Regions from separate parts of the Sus scrofa genome. Here all the other regions are linked to region 2. A link is a contact called in public Hi-C and promoter capture Hi-C data. All regions are on one chromosome and are shown on one strand. The core of a region is the stretch at or near the end of the contact, and the rest is flanking DNA. Distances in the headings are between cores, read along the strand shown.

Region 1 (2,700 bases), core at 138-2,637, 760 kb before region 2:
AAAAAAAAAAAAAAAAAAAATTGTGACTACTTAGACATCTGTAAACAACAGATGTCAACTTCACCTCAATCAAGGTGCTGTCATCCCACATACCATAGCTTCAATTCCTGTTTGCACTGAGAACCTCAGACTTTATAGCCTGAGTGCCTGATTGCAAACCCAGATTTGCTTATTCCTTCTAGTGACATTGATCAAGTTTCTGACCACAGCTTAGAAGTTGACACATCTGCAAAATGGGGATAATAGTGCCATCATCCTAATATTACATCAAAGACTGGATCATAAATAAAGCTGAGACCAGAGTGTGGCACTGATTATGAGCCTGATGAATAAAAAGCCCAGATCTGTTTTCTCAGTCCCAGCCACTTGGATCCAGTCTCCTGGGTGGCTGACAGGTCTCTTAGCATCCTTCCTTTCTGGCTCCATCGCCCTTCATTTGTCCAAGTCGGAAGGCTGGGGTTTAGCTGTGCTCCCCTTACCTTGTCGTGAATCTCATTTCATTCTTTCTCTTGAATCCCTTCTCCATTCCAGTTGCCTCCCTTCAACCGAGGACCATATTCTCTACTTTGAGGATGCAGCAGCCTCTGCCTTTGTCCCTTCACCTCCAGTCCCACCCCTGCCAATCCTTCCCCAAAGTGATGTAGGCAGTACAAACATCTGAGTGGCTCCAGCTCCTGCCATGGCCCCTGTGAGATAAAGACCTAGAAGGCCTTGCAAATTCTGGCTCTGCTGGTGTTTTTCATCACCTACCTCCACATCCCATCAATTCCTAAAGTGCCATGGTTTTTCTCCTAAATGCGGAAACCCGACTTAGCTATCACCGCTTTTGGGATGCTCTCCCTGCTCCTCAAGGCCAGCTCAGCTGTCACCTCTGAATTCTCTGTATTTCTCCTTCATCACTCTGGTCACTTGAGTTTATCTATTAGACCGCAATCTCCATGACGGCACCAACTGCGTCTTTTTCGTCCACCATCACACTACCCACCCTCTCAGCCTCAATGGACATTTACTGCAGTAGGAACGTCCGGGCCCTCATTTATTCCTGACTCCCCGCCTGCGCACCCTGGGCTGGACACATATACAACTACCCCTAACCAGGCCTGACAGAGTTTGTTCTGGAGGCAGAGACACCTGGCAAGGGAACTGCAGATGCAAAAGCCAGGAGGCCCGGCTTGAAGGGCCCGGCTCACCTCGCCCAGTGTCTGCAGGCTCTTCACGGCACCCACCACAGCCTGGTGTTCTAAACCCAGCTGGGCTGCCACCTCTGCGCTGTCCAGGCCGCCATCAGCCGCCTCCAGCCGCCGCAGCAACACCTCCGGCACCGGACCGTCGGCCATGGCTGCTCCCAGTGCGCACGGCGTGTCCCTGCCGGCGGCCAGGGCAACCGGAAGCGGAACCGGCGTCCAGAGCGTTCGTCGCCATCTTGTGTGTGGCGGATCATGTCGTCGGGTCGGTACACCGCCATCTTGGGTGTGTCACTTGAACTCCAGAGCGAGTTAGGAGCCCAGACCTAGCTGGACTAGTGGCGTCTGGTTGACCAGAAGGGTCAAATCGATGCTGTCAACCACAGACTCACAGCATTGGGGGCGGGGTCAGCGTTGGCCACGATTGTGGCAAGCAGAAGTTCCTGGACCAGGGCTGGAACTTGCACCACAACAAGTGACCAGAGCCACAGTAGTGACAATGTTGGATCCTTAACTGCTAGGCCACCAGGGAGCTCCTCACAGTGTTGTTTTAAGCTTCTTCCAGCCCCATCTTCAGCAAGCTCCGTGACTTTGACCTTTCCCCTCTCTGGGCCTCAGAGCACTGTGCCCTTGGGGGATTCTTTTATAACCCACAAGAGGGCTGTGGGTGGTGGGCTGGCTCCAGACACAATCATCCTGCTGATGTCAACTACTTTGAAATGTTCAAAGGGAGGCTGGATAGGGACCAACCCTATTTATAGAGGGAGAAGGACTCAGTTAAGAGTCAAGGTAGCAGCTAATCTGTGTGGACAGTATCCCATACATCCAGGCCAGTGCTAAGTGCTTCGGGTTTGCTATTTCATTTTCCCAAAAACTGTATGATATATACCAATATAATCTCCACTTCACAGATGTGAAAACCGAGGCTTGGACAGAGATATGCCTTGTCTAAGGTTCTGCAAGGTGGAGATGGTGTGAGAAATTATAAACACCTCAGAGCCTGCCCTCTCCACCCCCTCTTTGCCCCAATGCTTTGAGAAGACCTATGTCAGGGAAATAATTTGTAGCATAGATCAGTGCTCACCTATAGAGATATAATTTGAGATGCAAATGTAATCTTACACTTCCTTGTAGCAATGTTAAAAACAAAAGGGGTGAAATTAATTTGAAGACTTTACAGAACCTAAAGTGTCCGAATTATTATTTCAACACTTAATATAAAAATACCAGAGAGTTCCCGTTGTGGCTCAGCAGGTTACAAGCCAACTAATATCCATGAAGATGCGGGTTCAATCCCTGGCCTCACTCAGTGGGTTAAGGATGTAGCGTAGCTTACAAATGAAGCTTAGATCTGGTCTTGCTGTGGTGTAGGCTGGCAGCTGCAGCTCCGATTCAGCCCCTAGCCTAGGAACTTCCAAACGCGGAAGATGTGGCCCTAAAAAGAAAAAAAAATTTTTTTTGAGTGTGGATTGTGTGTTAGGTGCTATTTTAAGCAGTATGCATTTACTTATTTAGC
Region 2 (2,700 bases), core at 191-2,690:
GAACTAAGACCTATCCCACAGCTGCAGCAACTCAGGATCCTTAACTCACTGTGTCCAGGCCAGGGATGGAACCGGGGCCTCCACAGAGACAAGCCACATCATTAACCCACTGCCCCATGGCAGGAATCCCTGATTTTTTTTAATATTAAAATATTTTTAGGGGGAGTTCCCGTCATGGCGCAGTGGTTAATGAATCCGACTAGGAACCATGAGGTTGCGGGTTCGATCCCTGGCCTTGCTCAGTGGGCTAACGATCCGGAGTGGCCGTGAGCTGTGGTGTAGGTCGCAGATGCGGCTCGGATCCCGCGTTGCTGTGGTTCTGGCGTAGGCTGGCAGCTACAGCTCCGATTCAACCCCTAGCCTGGGAACCTCCATATGCCATGGGAGCAGCCCAAGAAATAGCAAAAAGACAAAAAAATGTATATTTTTAGGAGTCCCCATTGTGGCTCAGTGGATACCCGACTAGTATCGAGGATGTGGGTTTGATCCCTGGCCTTGCTCAGTGGGTTAAGGATCTGGCATTGCCTCAGGCTGTGGTGTAGGTCACAGACGCAGCTTGATTTCTGCTTTGCCATGGCTTAGGCCGGCAGCTGCAGCTCTGATTTGACACCTAGCCTGGGAACTTCCATGTGCTGCAGGTGCAGCCCTAGGAAGAAAATATATTTTTTTTTATCTTTTAAAAATATATATATTTTAATGTTAAAAATGTTTTTAGTCACTTAGGATGGAGCATGATGATGCGAGAAAAAAGAATGTATACATATATGTGTGACTGGCTCACTTTGCTGTACAGTAGAAAATTGACAGAACACTGTAAACCAACTATAATGGAAAAAATAAAAATCATTATAAAATTTTAAAATATATATATTTTGGAGTTCCTGTCATGGCGCAGTGGTTAACGAACCTGAGTAGGAACCACGAGGTTGCAGGTTCAATCCCTGGCCTTGCTCAGTGGGTTAAGGATCCGGCATTGCCGTGAGCTGTGGTGTATAGGTGACAGAGGGGGCTCGGATCCTGCGTTGCTGTGGCTCTGGCATAGGCCAGCAACTGTAGCTCCCATTTGACCCTAGCCTGGGAACCTCCGTGTGCGGTGGGTGCAGCCCTAAAAAAAAAAAGAAAAGCAAAAATATATATAATTTTTTTTTTAATCTCGATTACTGAAGTTTGGGAAACCTTAAATTTTGCACCAGAGTGCTTCACTTGTCTCCCCTTAGGACCTAGATTTAATTTTATGTATAAAGAGCATAAAATAGTGTAAGTTTTGCAAAACAAATAAGTACCCAGTAAGTGTTAGCTTATCACTATAACCTTTACTTTTTTGCAAAGCCCGGGCTATGATCATCTACTTAACCAATCTGGGTAGCTGTCCCTTTAATTCTTTGCCACATAATGTCCCATGAGCTATTGCGCCTCCGATCCCACTGTATCCCATCGTGCCCAGCGCCTTCCGGCTGCGACTGCTCACGGCCCCGCCTATTCCGGTTCGTGACTGAGCATGGCGCAGGGGCAGCCCAAATTCCAAGCGCAGAAGCCGGGGAAGAGCAAGACGGCTGCGGCGGCCTCGGAGCGGAACCGGGGGCCAAGGAAGGGCGGTGAGGAACGGGCTGGGGGCTGAGGGGGGAGGTGGATCCCGGAATCTCCAGCCTTATGAAAGCGCATCCTTCCCCAGGTCGCGTAATCGCACCCAAGAAGGCACGCATCGTGCAGCAGCAGAAGCTTAAGAAGGTGAGCGCGGGCTTGCGAGGGGCTGAGGGTGGAGAATACCCAGTGCTGTGAGCCTCAGTTTCCTTCTAGGTGCAGTACGTACGGAAAAATTATCTACCAATCAACGGGCCTTCTAAAGTAAGGACTGTCGCGCAAAAACTGTTCAACTTAGGTTAGCTGCTTTCGCAGTTTGATTTCTTTCGTTCGTTCACTGTTACTGTCCTCTTTAACAGATATCGAGAGGAAAGGCAGCCTGGGACACGAGTTGGAAAAAAAAAAACCCAGCTTTGCAGGAAGGCAGTGCTGGGTGCACATCGAGGGTCCTTTGACAGCCATTATTTCTTTACCTTGAGCCTCTTACCTGTGAAATGGTCATAGTGGTAGCACTTTTCTTGTAGGGATTCATTGCCATAGGATACCAGTAAACCTCTGAGAAGAGCACAGGGCTGTTTTGGGGAGTGTTTTTTGTTTGTTTTGTTTTGTTTTTTTGCAGCATATGGAAGTTCCCAGACTAGGGGTAGAATCTGAGCTGCCACTGCAGCCTACACCACAACCACAGCAGCAGAAGATCCCACCGGCATCTGAACGTATACCACAGCGCAGGCAATGCCCGATCCTTAAGCCACTGAATGAGGCCAGGGATCAAACCCCAGTCTTCATGGATCCTAGTTGGGTTCATTTCCATTGAGCCACAATGGGAACTCCCAATGAACATCATTTTTGTGATTGTTTTCTCTCTCTCTCTCTCTCTCTTTTTTTTTTTTTCTTTTTAGGAAGTTCCCAGGCTAGAGGTCTAATCAGAGCTACAGCTGCCAGCCTCAGCCACAGCAATACACAATCAGAGCCGCATCTGCAACCTACACCGTGGCTCAGGGCAGCACTGGAACCCTAACCCACTGAGCGAGGTCAGGGATCGAACCTGCATCCTCACGGATCCTAGGTGGGTTCATTAACCTCTGAGCCGCAAAGGGAACTCCCCCCTGGTTGTCTTTA
Region 3 (2,700 bases), core at 147-2,646, 590 kb before region 2:
CACCTTCTCTCGCGGCACGGAAAACCGAATTAATTTCGGTGCACGTTTCCCGGATTAGGACCTGGGCGCCGCCATGTTGGCACAGTGGGAGGGCACGTCACGTGACAGAATCCAGTCAATCAGTGATGCTACCTACAGTGGGCAGCGGGAATCAAAATGCACGGCGCAAAGAGCTGAACGTGTTGTGTGGTGGCCTCAATCACTGCGGCTCCCCTGGGAGGGAATACGTCACTAGCCCCATTTCTCGGATGAGGAGGGTGAGGCTCAGAAAAGGGGCGATAAGCGGAAATCCAACACCTATTGATCGTCTCCTGTTTCCTGGGTTTTAAGCACATTATTTTCAGGGCATCCTGCAGGAATAACTCAGGCTCTGAAAACAGATTTACTGCGTTTGAAACTCAGTCCTACCACATGCTCTTGGCACTTTATTTAAATTATACTCACTTTCCTTACCTGTTAGAGAAGAATCCTATAGAGCAAAAATTAAACGACATTGGAAAATGTGCAAAGTAGTCCCTCTCACATAGTAAACCTTCAGTAGGTTCTAAGTGGTGTAGGAAAGGAGGGCATAGAGGCCTGTATTCCCCAGCTCATCCTGCTACTTGTTCTTAATGTTCTCTGCTCATATTTACACATTTGCAAAATGGGCAGAACTTTTAAACTTTCGTTATTGAGTTGTGACGAGAATTAAATGAGTGAAATGCTTAGAATGGAACGTGGCATCGCATAAGCATCATAAAATACTTGTTCTGCCATGCCTGTGGCATGTCGAAGTTCCCAGCCCAGGGACTGAACTTGATCCGGGCCGCTGCAGTGACAACACCGGATACTTAACACGTTGTGCCACAAGGGAACTCCAAGTATTAACTTTTATTGTCTCTTCTTGAGCCTCGGTTTGAATCCTGGAACCCGCCACCACTTCCTTGCTGAGTGATCCTGAGGAGGTTTCTTCGTTTCTCTGTGCTTTCTTATTTTTTGAAAGTGTGTGTGTGTGTGTGTGTGTGTAAAATAACTCCTATCTAAAGATGTTAATGTGAAGTTTAAACGAGATAATCCCATAAAGAACACAAAACAGTGCCTGACACAATAAACAGCAGACATTATTGTTTGCGTTTTTACAGGAAACTAAAATTCCGAAGGGAAAGCGACTTGCTTTAGGTTGTGGGACTAGAAGGTGACGGGGTGGGGACTGGAACTCTCCAGCAGGGCCGAGGTCCAGGCGTTGAGTCCAGGGGGCGGAGGGAGGAGACTGAGAAAAGAAGGGGTGTGCTCTCGGTGCTCGGCTGGCCTAGCCTCGGGGGGGCGGGTTTTGGGGGCGGTGCGCGGGCGGGGCCAGGCCGCTCCTCCCCGGCCGGGCTGCGGCGGCGGCGCGCCTTGCGCTCGCTCGGCGCTCGGCTGGGGCGGCCTGGCCCACAATGAATGGCCGCCGCGGCTGCCGCTGCTGCTGAGGCGGAGGCCGCGGAGGCCGCGGAGGCGGAGGCCGAGGCCCCGGCGCAGGGGGGCGCGCCCCGGGCCCAGGCCCGGCCCCAGCCGCCGCTGCGGAGCCTGCCGGGAGCCCCCGGAGCGCGGCCACGGCGCAGGTGAGGCGGCCCGCCCCAGGCCCGGTTCCGGCCTCCTCTTGCTTGGGCGGCCCGAGGGCATCCGAGGTCTGGCTAAGGGGCGAGGGGAGGGAAGACATGGGGGCCTCCTCCAACCAGGAACCTGGCCAGTAGCCTGCACTATGCCCCAGCCGGCGAGTGTGTGGGGAGTCCCGGCCCCCGCGAGCGGCTTCGAGCGTTCAGCCCCGCGCGGGACCGCGGGGCTTGCGGGCGTCGGGATCGGGCCCAGACCTCCCCCTATTCCCGGCCAGAGAGGCGTGAGGCCAGGCCGGGGCAGGTGGCTAGGGGCCCAGGAAGTTGGAGGGAGGGCCGGAGGAGGAAAAGTGAAGAGGCGCCCGTGGAGGCCGGAGGGGGAGGGGGAGGAGGAGTCGGTCTTTGGGCCGGCGGAATGGGGGAGGAGGGGAAAGCGGCTTGGCTGGAGGGAAATGGCCCCGAGGGGGGCGGGGAGGGGCCGGGCTTGCAGGTACTGTCGGGGCGCCGGAGGAGGTGGGTCAGGTTACAGGCTTGGGGGCGGCTGGGGAGAAGCCCAGGAAGTGGAGCTGGGTGGGTGTGGGCGGAGTTAGTTCGGGTGGGGGCGGTTAGGAGATCCCAGAGATGTTTGCAGGGGTCACATGAGGTTAGTGCTGGGAGCGTTGGAGGGGTGGCGAGGGCCGGATACGGGGGCGATCAGGTAGGTTGAGGAACTACTGTAGGAGCTTTGGGAGGGAGAGGCAGAGCCTTTGGACTAAGTAGGCTTGTGGGGGTGTAGGAGCAGGTCCGGAGAAAGTACTGTGATCAAAAGGCACGTGCCAAGGTGCGCCCCCCTTTGTCGGCCAGATGTTAAGTTGGAGTCAAACCTGAAGTGTTTACTCTTTCTCACACCTCTCATCTCTATTTATCAGGTTCTAGGTCCCGACCTACCCTTTGGGCAAGCCTCTGCGGGCTGTTCCAGAGTTTGAGCCTGCCAGGAGGGTGTTTGTGTGGGATTCTTGGGAAATAGTCTGGAACACCTAGCTTGCCCATATTGTTTATCACCCTCTTGTACATCTCTAACCGGTATATCTTCATGGAGGCAGCCCAGCATATACACACACACCCCACCCCCCACCCCTGTTATCTGAAC
Region 4 (2,700 bases), core at 157-2,656, 570 kb before region 2:
TAAATAACAATAGTCTCCTTCAAATCCGGTCAGATTATGGCTGGGGAAGTGGCTCCTTCAATTAGTAGATCATCTTTATGATGCTCCTGCACCTAGATCCTGTCCTGGAAGATGGTTCCAGCCCAGGGTCAGGTGTGACAGGTTTGGGGAGCAGTATGGGGATGGGTGGTCTCTCCACCTTCCCGCGGGGCCAGGGTGAACTGCAGGCATTCTGTGACGAGTTCTGTTTGATTTACCCCTCCTCTTTTTTTCCTGCGGAGGAGGGAAGCATCCCGGGGCAGGATGGCCCTGGATGGGGGCCCTGGAAATGCTTCTGGAGGGTAGGATCTTTCTGGGTGCGACCTGGGGGTCGTGGGAGGGAGTGTGGTGGGGGCAACTCTGAAGATAGCCTGCAATGAAGTCCTTTGCGCGTGGAGTGGGACCAGGGAATGTCTGGAGAGGGACTCAGGGTGGCCGCCTGTGCGACAGAACCTTTATGTGTGGGGTCTCCGAGAAAGCATTTTTTTTTTATTGGTGGGGGGGACCGTTGCCCGAGTGGGGTCCTGATTCTTGGAGCGGGCTATCTTAAGAAACCCTCAGAAGGTCGCCCCTGTTGTGTGTCAGAGACAGCGCCTGGGCGGGGGATGTCGTTGTGGAGTTTCGTGGGATTGGGAGTGTGGGGGAGCGGGGATGAGGACGTTCTCAGCGAGTAATATATGGCAGGATCGCTGAATGGGAGCGGTTTTGGGAGAAGTCTTTTAGAAGAGAGAATAATTGACCCCCCCATGTGTCAGAGTTGGAGATGGGGGACCTGAGCGTGATCCAGAGGTGCAAAGGAGGATCACTTTAAGGGGAGGGGCAGGATCTCCATGGAGGGGACCAGAATGAGAGTCCTCAGGGAGTAGCTGCTTGAGTTGGCAAGGTCTTTGTGTAGATCTCTGGGATACGGCGTCAGAGTGAACAGTGAGGTAGCCCCTACACGCCAGCAGGGGCTTTTCTGGAGGGGCGTCACATCTTCCCGGTCTCCGGAGGGAAGGAAGCGAAACTTTCTCCTTCCTCTCTGTGGGCCGGGCTGAACGCCGCTCCGGAAACCGGGGGCTCCAGCCAGCCCTAGCTGCCGGGAGAGAAAGAGCGGAGGGGGCGTGTCCGGAGGCTAAGGCACCACCCCCGCCCGGAAGAAGCCCGTGGCTGTCCCGTATCGAGATCCGGGTTCCTGTCCTTATATGGGCAGCCGGAAGCGGCTCACGCGCACGCTCTACGTCATTACTTCCAAATTTAGTGGTGGAAGTCTAGCAGATCTCTTGGCGGGAAGGCTCGCGCAAGAGTTGGGGGCGGTGGAGCCTTCCCTTAAAGGGCCCGCACCACGAATGAATGGAACTATTCGAACCGTATTGCTTTTTTTTTTTTTTTTTTTTTTTCCTGAGTAACTGGAATTAGGTTTCCTTGGAACTGTAGTGCGAAGCGGAAGGTGGGGCGGCTGTTTTCTATCTGCTCTATTTCTGAGTTGTTCAGTTTTCAGCTTCTACCCCAACTCCGCCTCCTGGGGAGCAGAGGCGGAGCACCGCTGCGTCGTTTGGGGGGCCACAGCCACGTGCTCACTCGGGTTGTGTTGCGGCTGGGTACTCCGCCTTACGAGTTCCACGCCCACGGTGGATTTCGTGCCTAGGGAAACAGACGAAGTGGGAGGGTGATTCTTGCGGAGCGCAGAGATGGCAGCCTGGACTGCACTTGTGTCTGCAGACATCCGCCGCCCGTGGAGTGGGCATCTTTGCTCTAAGGCAACGCAACCAGCGTGTCCCGCCTTCTTACCGCTTCCATACGGAGGGGAATGGAGAGGGCTGGAGGCCCAAACGGTCTCGTTTCACCGCAGTAGCCCATTTATTTGTTTAGCAAATATTGGACGAATCACTCTTGTCTAGGTTTCCCCACCTGAAGAAATCAGATATAACTACCCTCCGCGGAGTGGAGGTGAGAGATCAATAACATATTTATGAAAGGAAAGACTTTAGCGCGTGGCACATAGTAAGTGCTTAATAAATGTTGCTAGCATCGTTATTAACAACAAAAAAACGTTAATTAAGAGACTGGTAGATGCTAGGCACTGTTCCCACGGGGGATGTACCGGCTGGAACCCGGGTCTTCCCAGGTGCGAAAGGAAACTTACAAGCTAAGGCCAGCTCGCTGGGCTCTACAGACGCAACCCGTGGGTCGGCCCTGAGCCCCACCTACGGCCCCCCTACACTGGGCCTGCGCAAGGATGCACTGGGGCCACTGAGAAAGGATACCGCCGGGAGAGGTCAGCTTGGACTGGGGAACGCTCACCCTCTACAAGTTCGGGTCCCTTTTCATCTCAGGGTAAATCCCACCCTGTCCCTTTAAGGAGTCTCTAGCCCCGCTGCGCTGCGGAAAGCCCGGATGCGGCTCTCTGATTGGGCGGGGCGTCTCCGTGACATCACACTGGGTACAAAAGGGCCCGGGTGGCGGGCGGCCGGGCAGAGCGTCCTACTAGTCTCTCAGTGTGGGTATCTCCGCAGAGAGAGGCGTGAACGAACGCATAGTCTGGAGTGCACCTGCCACCTCCCCTGCCCAGCCCAGAGTCCCCGCCAAACCTCGGTCCCGCCGTCGAGTCGTCATGGAAGTGCAGAAAGAGGCGCAACGCATTATGACCCTGTCCGTTTGGAAGATGTACCATTCGCGCATGCAGCGCGGTGGCCTACGGTT

Evidence for each region. Promoter capture Hi-C pulls out the DNA fragments that hold promoters and counts their contacts. Hi-C and Micro-C count contacts between places; a contact is called where the count stands out from the background.
Region 1: a Hi-C map of liver shows a contact between it and region 2, with 3 times the contacts expected there. The contact joins the promoter of FARSA here to the promoter of C2H19orf53 in region 2. A contact is called at or near these places in 1 of 5 promoter capture datasets (liver), 3 of 47 Hi-C or Micro-C datasets (heart right ventricle, liver and skeletal muscle) and 1 of 2 datasets of contacts at active chromatin or transcription factors (alveolar macrophages).
Region 3: a promoter capture Hi-C map of liver shows a contact between it and region 2, with 5 times the contacts expected there. The contact joins the promoter of NACC1 here to the promoter of C2H19orf53 in region 2. A contact is called at or near these places in 1 of 5 promoter capture datasets (liver) and 1 of 2 datasets of contacts at active chromatin or transcription factors (alveolar macrophages).
Region 4: a Hi-C map of liver shows a contact between it and region 2, with 7 times the contacts expected there. The contact joins the promoter of IER2 here to the promoter of C2H19orf53 in region 2. A contact is called at or near these places in 1 of 5 promoter capture datasets (liver), 1 of 47 Hi-C or Micro-C datasets (liver) and 1 of 2 datasets of contacts at active chromatin or transcription factors (alveolar macrophages).

What each region holds. Positions count from the first base shown.
Region 1 is chr2:66,104,080-66,106,779 of Sscrofa11.1, reverse strand. FARSA (phenylalanine--tRNA ligase alpha subunit) reads right to left here and starts at 1,387. Exons shown (of 13, transcript XM_003123337.4): 1 at 1,191-1,387. The coding sequence starts at 1,337.
Region 2 is chr2:65,345,200-65,347,899 of Sscrofa11.1, reverse strand. It overlaps C2H19orf53 (leydig cell tumor 10 kDa protein homolog), which reads left to right and starts at 1,440. Exons shown (of 3, transcript XM_003123347.4): 1 at 1,440-1,595; 2 at 1,673-1,728. The coding sequence starts at 1,499. The region is part of intron 1 of LOC110259336 (a long non-coding RNA gene); the gene reads right to left.
Region 3 is chr2:65,937,536-65,940,235 of Sscrofa11.1, reverse strand. It overlaps NACC1 (nucleus accumbens-associated protein 1), which reads left to right and starts at 1,396. Exons shown (of 6, transcript XM_003123340.6): 1 at 1,396-1,580. It overlaps TRMT1 (tRNA methyltransferase 1), which reads right to left and starts at 83. Exons shown (of 17, transcript NM_001243450.1): 1 at 4-83.
Region 4 is chr2:65,911,197-65,913,896 of Sscrofa11.1, reverse strand. It overlaps IER2 (immediate early response gene 2 protein), which reads left to right and starts at 1,406. Exons shown (of 1, transcript XM_003123342.4): 1 at 1,406-2,700. The coding sequence starts at 2,612.